4 separate regions of the Sus scrofa genome follow, and regions 2, 3 and 4 are each linked to region 1. The links are chromatin contacts, called in public promoter capture Hi-C maps. All regions are on one chromosome and are shown on one strand. Each heading gives the region's core, a stretch centred on a gene start, on an enhancer-like site or on the middle of the called end of the contact. The rest is flanking DNA. Distances are from core to core; before and after follow the strand shown. Region 1 holds the start of C13H3orf62. Region 2 holds the start of IMPDH2 (inosine-5'-monophosphate dehydrogenase 2). Region 3 holds the start of DAG1 (dystroglycan). Region 4 holds the start of NICN1 (nicolin-1).

Evidence for each region. Promoter capture Hi-C pulls out the DNA fragments that hold promoters and counts their contacts.
Region 2: a promoter capture Hi-C map of fetal liver shows a contact between it and region 1, with 2.7 times the contacts expected there. The contact joins the promoter of IMPDH2 here to the promoter of C13H3orf62 in region 1. A contact is called at or near these places in 2 of 5 promoter capture datasets (fetal liver and liver), 1 of 47 Hi-C or Micro-C datasets (embryonic fibroblasts) and 2 of 2 datasets of contacts at active chromatin or transcription factors (alveolar macrophages and skeletal muscle).
Region 3: a contact with region 1 is called in a promoter capture Hi-C map of liver, with 3 times the contacts expected there. The contact joins the promoter of DAG1 here to the promoter of C13H3orf62 in region 1. A contact is called at or near these places in 2 of 5 promoter capture datasets (fetal liver and liver), 1 of 47 Hi-C or Micro-C datasets (retroperitoneal adipose tissue) and 2 of 2 datasets of contacts at active chromatin or transcription factors (alveolar macrophages and skeletal muscle).
Region 4: a promoter capture Hi-C map of fetal liver shows a contact between it and region 1, with 2.4 times the contacts expected there. The contact joins the promoter of NICN1 here to the promoter of C13H3orf62 in region 1. A contact is called at or near these places in 1 of 5 promoter capture datasets (fetal liver), 1 of 47 Hi-C or Micro-C datasets (retroperitoneal adipose tissue) and 2 of 2 datasets of contacts at active chromatin or transcription factors (alveolar macrophages and skeletal muscle).

Annotation. Positions count from the first base shown.
Region 1 is chr13:31,847,398-31,850,529 of Sscrofa11.1, forward strand. C13H3orf62 reads right to left here and starts at 1,428. Exons shown (of 4, transcript XM_013981667.2): 1 at 1,356-1,428; 2 at 638-1,084. The coding sequence starts at 1,047. USP4 (ubiquitin specific peptidase 4) reads right to left here. Exons shown (of 22, transcript NM_001243188.1): 21 at 2,974-3,062; 22 at 1,858-2,613. The coding sequence ends at 2,455.
Region 2 is chr13:31,661,989-31,665,120 of Sscrofa11.1, forward strand. IMPDH2 (inosine-5'-monophosphate dehydrogenase 2) reads right to left here and starts at 1,672. Exons shown (of 15, transcript XM_005669533.3): 1 at 1,386-1,672; 2 at 908-956; 3 at 587-688; 4 at 396-470; 5 at 1-67. The coding sequence starts at 1,483. It overlaps QRICH1 (glutamine-rich protein 1), which reads right to left. Exons shown (of 10, transcript XR_002337951.1): 10 at 1,824-2,785.
Region 3 is chr13:32,026,538-32,029,669 of Sscrofa11.1, forward strand. DAG1 (dystroglycan) reads left to right here and starts at 1,482. Exons shown (of 3, transcript XM_021068744.1): 1 at 1,482-2,528.
Region 4 is chr13:32,005,616-32,008,747 of Sscrofa11.1, forward strand. It overlaps NICN1 (nicolin-1), which reads right to left and starts at 1,651. Exons shown (of 6, transcript XM_021068737.1): 1 at 1,389-1,651; 2 at 19-195. The coding sequence starts at 1,520.

The DNA of each region.
Region 1 (3,132 bases), core at 178-2,677:
TGTGTGTGTGTTTGCCATTTCTTGGGCCGCTCTTGTGGCATATAGAGGTTCCCAGGCTAGGGGTCTCATCGGAGCTGTAGCCTAAGATGACTTTTAAAACCAGGTTTTTTGGAGTTCCCGTCATGGCTCAGTGGTTAACGAATCAGAGTAGAAACCACGCGGTTGCGGGTTCGATCCCTGGCCTTGCTCAGTGGGTTAAGGATCCGGCGTTGCCGTGAGCTGTGGTGTAGGTCGCAGACGTGGCTCAGATCTGGCATTGCTGTGGCTCTGGCGAAGGCCGGCAGCTACAGCTCCGATTAGACCCCTAGCCTGGGAAACTCCATGTGCCGCAGGGAGGGGCCCAAGAAATGGCAAAAAAAACCAAAAGTAAATAAAACCAGGTTCTTTAACATTCACTCCCCGTTTTGGTACTGCAGAGTGGTTTCCAAGATTTGCTAGACATCTAGGATCCCTCACCCTTTAAAAACAAACACACACACATTTCCTGAAGACTGCCTGCAAACTTCTCCTCAGAAGTCATAGAGCTTCCAAGGAGAGGCAAAAGCAGTGTTACGGCCTCAATTTAGAATCTTCAACAATTTTTTTCAGATACAAGATTCCCTTAGTTGAAGCTATTAAACTATCAGATCGGAATCACCTTAAACAGTCTTTTCTCCAGTTCTCCCCATCTCCTACTGCTCTCCAAAGCTGTCTTTCAGGTGCCAAAATGGAGGAATGCATCAGTATGTTTTCCTTGCTGGTCAGAGGTTTTCTTTGGGGACATAGAGCCTGCGGCTTTGCAGTCACAGGAGCAGGGTTTGGTGCAAAGACAGGGCTCTCATTCTCAGGGTCACAAGGGACAGGAGAGAAAGGAGCCACAGAGGAGCAGGCTGCCAGCGGTTTCCTCCTGCAGAGGAGCCGGTGCACGGGGAGGGGGAAGGGAAGTCGCACCGCGTCCAGCTCCAGCCTCAGCGGGCCTGAGCACTCCTGGGAATGACTGACCCCTTCAAAGGCCCGGTCAATGGCCGCAGTCAGCTCCTTTCTGCATCTTCTCAGTTTTTCAGACATCTCCCTTAAAAGCGACCCGTCTTTATTGTGTAATTCACTGGAAATGCACAGAGCAATGTGAGAATACTGTTACATATGAGGAGGTAAACCACCCCCGAATGTGGTGTTCGCCACAGTTTCTGATTTCCTTGAGTTTGACGCACGACACAGGCCAGAGAGCAGGGGAACACTCCCGGCGCTGCCCTCCCACCCTACCCGTAGGGGCGGGTGAGGCCCGCAGTTCTCGGGGAGTAACCTGCGATCGATCGGACTAGAGCCCTGGCCCTCGGCTCAGCCCGCAAAGCCTTCCCTCTCAGGCCCTGGCCCACCTCCACACCGCACCCCGGCCGGCCCTCAGGCGCAGACCCGCAGCCGCGTCCTCACCAAGCAGCGAGCGAGTGAGACTGCACCACCTCCCCTGCCAACGGTCGCCCGCGTGACCAGATCGATGACGGAAGGCCCAACCCCCACGGCTCAGGTGAAAGGTCAAACAAAGAAACAAAAAAAGACCCGGATGACCTTGTTCTTAGAACTCACGCAGACTGAAGGGGAAGGGCCCCAGTGACGAGTGAACAACGGGTTCCTCACCGCGATGAAATGGGTCATGGGAGCGTGGTGGGGCAGGGGTGGAGAGAACTGGCTGGTTCTAACCGAAGTCAACGCCGGGAAAAGTTTCTCTTCTCAACCCACCAAAGGTACTGTATGGGACACAGTACCCAGCAGTTTCACATACTGACTTCTAAGTGATATCTAATAAAAATGTCACAGGGTATCACACTGCCTCAATTCATCAAGGATGCTGGGAGACATGACACAAGTACAAGGTTCCATAGGCGATTAAGGGGCAGGAAACCCTAATACCAAATATCTTCATTTCATTAGGGAGAAGAAAGCTGGAAATTCCATGACTCAAAGGGATACAAAAATGCATCTCAGTGGCTAATTTTTAGAGAATGATAAACCCATCTCAGTGCACAGTAAGGGAGAAGGGGATGACATCAAGTTTACTCGAGGCTTAGTTTACTGCAGGCAGACTACTGGGGGGACCAGTAATCAGCACCAGAATTAGAAATCCAAGAACTCAGGGCAGCTCGTGGCAGGTCTTCATGGCTGCACCAAACTCAATTACAGTGTGTTCCTCTCTGTTCTTTGGAATCCATCAGATATACTCCATTGTGCTACACCCCCAACCCCCACTCTGCAGCTCCAAAGGCTTACAGAAATTTCTCGCCACCTATATAGAAAGAAAAATAATTCAGCCTCTTGGTATAACCCTTCTGAGCAAAAACGGTCTTTTTTTTCCTTCTGTTCATAAGAGAAGGAAATTTCCTCATCTGGTTTTTAGAGGAAACACTAGCAGTCTTCAGTGTCAAAGGTGTTCTCCTGGGGGATTACACTGGTGCTGTGGTGCAGGGTCATGAAGCAACATCAGTTGGTGTCCATGCTGCAAGTCTCATCATCCCCCATGCCTTGCTGTGAGCTTCCTGGTCTCGTTCCTCCATCAGACGATCCAGGAAAACTGAGTGAAGGTGCCTTATAAAACTCATCATCTCGACGCTGGTAAAATAGCACGTAAGCTGCTTTTGTCTAAAACACAAGAGGGGAAATGTCCATTCACTGGTTGGAAAAATCACCCATTTCCCCCCACCTTTTCTCTGTTCAAAACACACCTCTCTCAAGGATCTTTCCCTGTTCAGCCACACACTGAAGTGACCGAGTGCTCATGCCGACCCTGGTCACAGAGGGTCCTTTGACAGATAGGGGAGGAGAGTGGAGCATCTCATTTAGGAAGGGTCCTGGAAGAGAATGGCAGCCAACTCTTTCTCTACCACACTTAGCTCCTCCTATTCCATCAGGATGACTAAATAACCAAATAGTCCAGGAGACTCTTCCCCCATCTAATCTCTAAAGGTAAGAGTAGGAACCAGATTATCAGAGCCTACTCACCACTATCTGATCCTCAGAGGCCAGGGACACATTGCTATCATCAAAGTAATACCATTTCCCATTCAGTTTGTTCTTCGCGTATGCAGTATCTGCGAAAGCAACAAAGAGAACACTCTAGCCAGTCACCAAGAGAACTAATCTGGCTAGCTCATTAGGAGG
Region 2 (3,132 bases), core at 422-2,921, 190 kb before region 1:
AGACATCCCGCACTCGATCCTTAGGACTGAGGACCACCGGGTCTGTGATGAATCCCTGCTCATATTTCTGGAAGGGATGGTGAAAAGGGGCACTTTCACCAAGTTCTTGGTCTAAAGCCTGGGATCTGTGCCAACCCCCCTTTGGCAATGCCACAAGATGAAATCACACAAACACTTCAAACCCAGAACTAGGAGACATGGGTAGGCTGTAGGCACTGTCTACCTGGTCCTCTTCTGTTGCTTTAAGACACAGGGTCTCAGGCTCTTCTGAGGAACTGAACCCCCACAGTGGGAAAAAAGGATGCTAAATTAAAAGAATAAGTCCCCCACTCCCACCCCACTCCACCTCAGTGCAATTCCCAGGAGCTCTTGACCACGATCCTTGCCCTTCTGACCTTCACTTTTCGCACTTCATTGGCCTGAAATTCTGGTGTACAGTTGTGGTGAATGAAGCCAATACCACCTGTAAGCTGTAGCAGATGCCAAAAGAAAATAGGGAAACAGGGACAAAGAAGAGTGGCATCACTGTATGCCTTTGACAAGAGATGGGACCCCTGCTTCTGCCCTCATATGTGACAATGCTCACCGCCATTGCTATGGCCATCCCAGCCTCTGTGACTGTGTCCATGGGTGAGGAAACCAGTGGGGTCTTCAGAGTGATCTTTTTAGTCAGAGCAGAGGTGAGGTCCTAAAGAAATAAGGCCAACTAATATGCAAAAGCACCTCATATACTTCAGGTCAGTGCCACGTTCCCCACAAAACAAGTGCCCTTTATGACCTGCATGCCAGTAAGACTCTTCCCTTCCATAGAATCCACCCCCAAACCCAAACTGGTGAGGTAGCCAAAGGGGACAGCAGCAGCATCTTACCTAAACTTTACACCCATCCAACTCCTGTCCATACTCACCACTTGGTCTGCTGTGAAGTCGATATACCCAGGGAGAATGAGAAAGTCACTAAAGGGGAGGGGAAATGGGAGTAAGGGTCAGGATTACAGCAGCCTGAAACACCATCCCCAATAGATCATCTCTTAAGGCATTTGAGCAGAGAGGACAATGAACTAGACCGAGTATCACAGGCAAGGCAGAAAAGAAGGTAGAGATGGAGACAAGGGACCTTTTCTGCCACCTAGCTGTCATCGGCGCCCCTGGAACCCTGACAACTCCATGTGCCCGGAGATTGGAATTTCTAGCCTGAAATGCCAAGCACTACCAAGATGCCTCCTCCATCCCGCCCGCTTCAAACGGAACCTCAGAGATGTGTGGTAATTTCCTGAACCTGTCTCCCACGCCTGAGTCCAAGTAGGCTCAAAGGAAGCCCCACCCGGCCTCCCAACCCAGCGCGCCGCCCCTCTCCTCGCCCAGGTGAGGCCGCTAAGCCCGCACTTGTACGTGAGGCCGTCCCCGCAGTTGAACAGCTGCTGAGCCGTGAGCCCGTCGTCCGGTACGTAGGACGTGCCCCCACTAATCAGGTAATCGGCCATGGTTAACGCGGGGGCTAAGCCGCGTGTCTCCGAGGACCGCGCCGCAGAGGCCTCTGCCTTCTGGGCCGCGCCAATATAAACCAGCCGAAATCGTCACTGCGCCCTGCGCGCCGCTGACGTCAGGACGCAGCACGCACAGGCGGAGCCCACACGCCTTTAGGGCGGAGCTGGCGGGAGGAAACGCAAGCGCAGAGCATGCTCTAGCTGCGTCGCCTGGTAGAGCTGTTCCCCTATCGCTACCCGCTCCCGCAAGACCTTGCCCCTTTAAATTAACAAGCAAGGCTTTGCTGCCACTGTCCCCCCAGCTTCCTCCCAAATAAAGAGACGTTGTTCACTAGCATGTTGAAAAGACGTGCTTGTCATTCTTAATAAACAACTAGATTAAGAATACATAAGAGAAACAGAGTGGTATCTTTATATGATACACAAGTGTATGTTACAAGAATTCCATCAGGCACAGGAGCCTCAGGTTTAAGGCCTCAATGTTAGGCCAAAAAAAAAAAACCAAAAAAAAAAAACCAAAAAAAAAAAAAAGGTAAAGTTTTTACTTTAACATCTAAAATGTCATTTGTCATAAAGAAGGGTGTAATAGAAATTGTCTTTAATAAATCATAATTGAAGTTCCCCTCATTTTCCTTCCATTAAGATGCTAGGTTTATGTCTGAGCATGAAGAAAGAAAAGGCCATGGCTCGCTCCCCTGTGGTCAGCAATGTCTGCCAGTCATAATGGAAGCCAGCTGGAGAGATCTCTCTGTAGGGTCCATCCATCATTAATTCCATCTTTCTGGAGGAAGGATAAGGGGCCACATTTCTCTTAACAGTCCAAGCCCTTTCCTCAGGCCCCAAACAAAAAAAGTCAGCCAGCAACTTTCTAGAACATCTGGCTCTCAGGAAACCCAGAGCCCCCATGGGCTGAGGAGTCTGCCACAGCAGGTTTATGAAGATGCACGGGGGCAAAGTTTCCTTTTACATTTTAAACAGAAGCAGTCTGAAAGGCTTCATAACTACACCAATAAAAAAGAAAAGAAAAAAATGGAGGCCTCTTCTTTAGTGTGAAAGTCTGTCCGTTTTTTCCTGGATCGTCTCCCTTGAACCACGGCTGAGGGATCTCAGTGCATGGTGCTTGCATTAGCCACTGCTATGGCCTCCTGAATTTCTCGTATCACCAGGATTCGAGTCAGCATCTGTCCCATCTGCTCTCTGCTGATAGGCTGGACCGAGTACCAGATTGGGCTGTTGGGAGCCACCACCGGCTCTGGCGTCAGGTAAAAGGTGTCATTCCGGCCTTTCACACTCTGAGGGCTGAAGGATATATGGGTGAAAGCTGGGTGAAACCACCATAATCTCAACCCTCCCACCTTGAACCTCCTAGACAAATGCTCTCCAAAAGATAGGAAGTTCTGGAAGGTAGTCACACAGTTCCTCAATTCCATGCAGCCAACACACACTACCTCTAGGACATCCCTTTGGAGTTACTGCAAATGCCACTGACAGGGTGCCTACCTTCTGCTCCTCCCTCACATGCTGCCAGGTGTGATTCTTCTGACTTGGACTCCCAGGGTTCATCTACTTGAGTCCATCCAATCTCACTAGAAACCAACTTCACCACTCAGAAGGTCTGTCTTCAAGAAAACAGCTTATGCTGTTTC
Region 3 (3,132 bases), core at 232-2,731, 180 kb after region 1:
CTGCTGTCTTTTGTTTTGGAAGAACATTTACATATAATTGTACAGTCAGACACTAAAATCCCCAGCAGAATTTAGGGCTGCAAAGCAGTGTCTGGTGTATGTTTGGGGGAGGGGAGGACACGCTGTAAGTTGAAGGAGTGAATGAAAGAATGTATTTTGTTTAGAAACTCATAATTTTCTGCATTTTTAGCCTTTTCAAAGAAGCTAAATTTCAGAGCTGGATTTTTTTTTTTTTTTTTTTTTTGTCTTTTGTCTTTTTGTTGTTGTTGTTGTTGTTGCTATTTCTTGGGCTGCTCCCTCGGCATATGGAGATTCCCAGGCTAGGGGTTGAATCGGAGCTGTAGCCACCGGCCTACGCCAGAGCCACAGCAACGCGGGATCCGAGCCGCGTCTGCAACCTACACCACAGCTCACGGCAACGCCGGATCGTTAACCCACTGAGCAAGGGCAGGGACCGAACCCGCAACCTCATGGTTCCTAGTCGGATTCGTTAACCACTGCACCACGACGGGAACTCCCAGAGCTGGATTTTTTAAAGTTTTAATATCTAAAGAATGATTTGGGGATTTTCCTTAGTCTTTTTTTTTTTTTTTTTTGTCTTTTTGCCATTTCTTGGGCCGCTCCCACGACATATGGAGGTTCCCAGGCTAGGGGTCGAATTGGAGCTGTAGCCGCCAGCCTACGCCAGAGCCACAGCAACGCGGGATCCGAGCCGTGTCTTCGACCTACACCACAGCTCATGGCAACACTGGATCGTTAGCCCACTGAGCAAGGCCAGGGATCGAACCCGCAACCTCATGGTTCCTAGTCGGATTCGTTAACCACTGCGCCACGACGGGAACTCCCCTTTTTTTTTTTTTTTTTTTTTTTGTGGATTTTCCTTAGTCTTTACTTCTTTTTCTGGTCTGTATGAAGTTTGGAGCCCATGAATTTAAGTTTAAAGAATCAAAGGGAAGGAGTTCCTATCATGGTGCAGTGGAAATGAATCTGACTAGTATCCATGAAGATGCAGGTTCGATCCCTGGTCTTGCTCAGTGGGTTGGGGATCCAGTGTTGCCATGAGCCATGGTATAGGCCACAGATGAGGCTTGGATCCCACATTGCTGTGGGTATGGTGTAGGCCAGTAGCTGCAGCTCTGATTCCACCCCTAGCTTGGGAACTTCCATATGCTAGGGTGAGGCCTAAAAAAAAATATCACAGGGAGTTCCCATTGTGGCTCAAGGGTTATGAACCTGACTAGAATCTATGAGGATGCAGGTTTGATCCCTGGCCTCATTCAGTGGGTTAAGGATCTGGTGTTGCCACAAGCTGCTGTGGAGGTTGCAGATGAGACTGGATCAGGTGTTGCTGTGGCTGTGGGGTAGTCTGGCAGCTGCAGCTCTGATTCAAACCCTTCCATATGCTGCAGTTGTGGCCCTAATAAGAAAAGTAAAAGAATCGCAAACAGGTATGTGCATTTGGGAGATGGGTCATTCTTTTTTTTTTTTTTTTGCTTTTTAGGGCCGCACTGGTGGCATATGGAAGTTCCTAGGCTAGGGGTCAAATCAGAGCTACAGCTGTCAGTCTACGCCACAGCCACAGCAATACCGGATCTGAGCCTTGTCCGTGACTATAACATGGCTCACAGTAAAGCAGGATAGCACACTCACTGATAGAACCTGCATCCTCACGGATACTAGTTGGATTCACTAGTTGGATTCGTTTCTGCTGAGCCTAAAGGGGAACTTCCGGGGCATTCATTTTTTCTCTCTCTGGAGTCTGCTTCTCCCAGTCTTTCCTAAGGAGAGGAAGAAAGCAGGGGAAACCCAGTTCCACCAGGATCCCATGAGCAACCTCTGGCAGGCAGTAGCCAATTCTGTGTTCAGAATGTAATAGCTGACAAGAGTGCGGGCCTGGAATTCCAGCCTGGCCACAGGCCCAGGAAGGGATGGACACATTCTGCACAGGGAACAGAGTCCACCACAGGTCCCATACCCCGACCCGTTGAGTAATTGTTCAGGTCTAGTAACTGAAGCATCTGAGGCCTTTGAGGTGTGGGGGGGTGGCTAGGTAAGCCCTAGGGACAGTGAGAGCGTCTGTAGGAGCCTCCCCTTTAAGGGAGACAGACCTCAGCAGTAACTACCCGCCTTTCTTCCCCCCACCCCCTGAAAGAATGCGGGCCTTGAGTGAGTGACCAGAGCCAGCGGGTCAGAGCTATTTCTGGCGCCTGAGGAGCATCGGATTCCGGGTGTTGAGGGCAGGAGGAGGGGACGAGGGTCAGGCCCGAGCCACTTCCTGGACGCCCCCGCCTGCTGGGGGCACCCGGAGAGGGGCGCGGCTCCCTGCCCTTCCGGTCCTCGCCTCAGTTTCCTCATTAGTATAGGAGGCGGGCAACCGGGCCATCATCGTTTGCAATTTAGAGGACGCTTCCTGAGTGTTTTCTTGGCTTAGAAGTACCTGATCTGCGTTAGAGAGAAATCAGCAGGGCCAAAGGCAGTCTATGGATGGCTAGTTGCGGCAGGGCCAGTCATTAAGCCTGACCACCCGGGTAGGTTGGATGATTCTCAGCGGCTCAAATGCCTGAGGTTGGGCGCGGCGCCCCTCCCCCGCTCCCAGGTCTGAGAGCTCCCCGAGACGCGGACAGCTTGGGGCGTGTTCTAGGGGCGGACTTGGCTCGCCGCGGGGCGGGATTTCCAGGATGGGGCGTGTCTTTTCGGGTGGGGGCGTGGCGGGCCAATAGGCAGAGCGACGCTGGCGCGGGCGGGGGCGGAGCCTTTGCGCGGGTGCGGCGCTCTGCGGGGCGGCCGACGCAGGCAGAAGCGGGCGTCGCGGGGACTGTCGGTCGGCGCCGCACGGAGCTGGCCGCGGGATTGGCTGCAGCACTCGCGTGTCAGGGGGTTGCTAGGCTCCGGCCGCGCGCCCCGCCCTCGCGCTCGGCGCCCTCTCACCGCTCGGTACGTGCTCGCGCTGAGGCTGCGGTGCGGCGCTCGCGCTCCTTGGGCTCGGCGGCGGCGGCGCGGCAGCGGCAGCGGCAGCGGCAGCGGCAGCATTGCTCCGAGTCCCCGGGGAGAGGCGACGGAGTCTTGCGGCCCGGAAGAGCGAGCACCTGCTGCAGCCCACTAGCCGGGGCTCGGTGAGTGCGCCGCCGGTCC
Region 4 (3,132 bases), core at 401-2,900, 160 kb after region 1:
TGCTGAGTCCCAGCTGACCTGGTGCTTGAACAGCGATACATACTCCTGGGCTCCCTCCTCACTGTGTGGGTCGGGCATCAGGCAATAGTCCCGCAGGCAGGTCACCCACTTGGCCGGAGTGTGTGTCGAGGTGTGCTGGCGAACACGGATGGTCAGAAAGGCCGTGTAGTAATTCTTAAACATGATCTCCTGCAACTAGAGCACACACAACCCACCATGACAAATCAGACCCAGGCCCAAGGCCTGAAGGGTTCAAAGTCGCCCTCTCCTCCTCCACCTTGGAATGTACTCCTCTACCAATCTAACAATTTCAACAAGAATCCACTGGGGCCTTAAAAAATTTTGCTTTCCTAGAACTCATAGTCCAAATGAGCACATCATGCAAACAAACCATGACCTCAGATCTTGCCACATGTCCAAAATGCTGCCAGAGGTCAAAGCCCTAACTCTAGAGGAGGTAGAAAATGTACAGATGAGTTCATCAAATGGACCAGGAAAAGGAGAAAATGTAAACATAGCATATACAAAGAAGCACCAAGTGGTGACAGATCCTGGCACCTGGGACAGTGGTTCGGCCTAGCTACAGCAGTTCTCATCACTGGATACTCATCAGAATTAACCAAGGAAAAAATTTTTTTTGAAAATTAAAAAAATATATAGCTATACAGGCTCCACTCCAGACCAAATGAATCAGGATTTCCAGAGTTGGGCCCTTTAATAAAATCTCTCAGCTTAGAGTAAGGAACAGCTTGGGGAAGAACCATATACTATAAGTCAAAGTGCACATGTGGAGAAGCAAATAGGGCACAGACACAGAGTGGCCCTGAATGTTAGGCCATTAGAAAGTGGGCTTTGTCCTCTTGATTTCTGCATTGTCCAGTCACTCTGCCAGCAAAAGTAGAAGAGCAACTGGAGACTGGTAACTGGAGCCACTGGGAAAATCCCAATGAGGGATGAGTTGATCCTGACCTCCAGCAGGGACTGTAGGTCTGGGCAGGAGGCATTTTTGTGGGTTTGTTGTTTGTTTGTTTTTGCATACTCCCTAGGTATGCCTAAGTTTCTGGGCCAGGGAGCAAATAGAGTCAGCAGCGACAACCGCCAGATCCTTAACCCGCTGCACCTCAAGAGAACTCCCTTAGCCTACTACGTTGCCACTTCTGTGCCAGGGCTGTTCTGGACACTGGGAAGAGATGTTGAAGAGAACAGAAGAGGAAGCTGTGTTACAGTAAATACTTGTTAACTGAAGAGATAAACAAATAGTTAACTGATTCTTTAGGGCGAGGGCTCTGGAGAGGCTTTCAGTAAAAGATTAGATGCCTGGGACACGCCCGAGTTCCCCAGATAGGCCCCGCCCAGGAGCCCGGGTCGCGCCCACAGGGCTTGCTCACCTCGAAGGGCGCGACGCTGGGGAAGGTGACATCGATGACCAGCACGCCAGGCCGGCCTTGGGAGGTCCGCACGTCCCCCACCTGCAGGGCCACAGTGCCTTTCACATGGCAGGGCACGGACACGCGGGACATGGTGCCAACGACCAGGACCAAACACAACTGCCGCTCCTGGCTTTGGACCAATGGTCCTTCCCTGCGTCCCAGCCGAGCCCCAAGAACTACAACTCCCGAGAGGAATCGTGCTGGGCCAGCCCAGCCAATGACCGATGCTCGGGGCGGGCCGGGAGTCGGAAGTGCCTGCGGAAGTGCTCCTTCAGCCAATCACCGAGAGAGCCTTGGAGACGCGCCGCAGCCATTGCTCAGAAATGGCTTAGCTAGCCTGGATGCAATATCGGGCTGGGCCCTCTGTCCACCGCAAGTACTTCTATGCAAGGCGGACGTCTTTCAGAACTCGTAAGCCATGAGCATGAATGAGTATAGGTCCTAGGCGACTTTAGTTGCAAATATAGATATTAACCCTTTTTTTTTAATAGGCAAAGGATTTGAAGGGATAATTTACAGAAGATAGATAAATAGCCAGTATGCCCGTGAAAATATGTTTAACATGATTATTCACGAGGGAAACATAAATTAGAGACCTCACACACACCCACTAAACGCCAGTAAGCAGGCTAAAATTAAAGACTGACAAGAATGTGGAACAAGAATGTGGAATCCACTGATAATTAACTGGTACTTCGAAAAGCGGTTTAGCCATTCTTTTTTTGTTTGTTGGTTTTTGTGCCATTTCTTGGGCCGCTCCCGCGGCATATGGAGGTTTCCAGGCTAGGGGTCCAGTCGGAGCTGTGGCCACCGACCTACACCAGAGCCACAGCAACGTGGGATCCCAGCCGCGTCTGCGACCTACACCACAGTTCGCGGCAACACCGAATCCTTAACCCACTGAGCAAGGCCAGGGACCGAACCAGCAACCTCATGGTTCCTAGTCGGATTCGTTAACCACTGAGCCACGATGGGAACTCCCAGTTTAGCCATTCTTTAAGAACTAAATTTATACCTATAATATGATGCAGCCTTTGCACTCATTAGTGTTTACCCAAGAGAAATGAAAGCACATGTCCATCCAAGGGCTTTATTCACAATAGCCAGAAGTTGGAAATAATCCAAATGTCCAACAGATTAGCTAATTGTGGTATGTCCACACAATGGAACACTACTCAACAATAAAAAGAAATGAACAAAGCCATGTGTCTATCAACAGATGAATGAGTAAACAAAATGTAATTATATAAGATGGAATTATTCAGCCTTAAAAAGGAATGCAATTCTGATGTATGCATCAACATGCATGAACATTGAAAATATTATGCTCAGTGAAAAAACAGACATAGAAGTACAAATACTGTATGATACCACTTATGTTAGGTACCTAGACTAGTCAAATTCATACAGTAAGTAGAATAGAGGTTGCCAGGGGCTATGGGCAGGGGAAATGGTTATCGTTTAATAGGTACAGAGTTTCAGTTTAGGATGGATAAAAAAATTCTGGAAATAAGTGTTGATTACACAGCACTATGAATATATGTAAAACCAGTGAACGATAGGAGTTCCTGTCGTGGCACAGCAGAAACAAATCCGACTAGGAATCATGAGGTTGTGGGTTCGATCCCTGGCCTTGCTCAGCAGGTTAAGGATTCGGCGTTGCCATGAGCTGTAGTGTAGGCCAGCAACTACAGCTCCGATT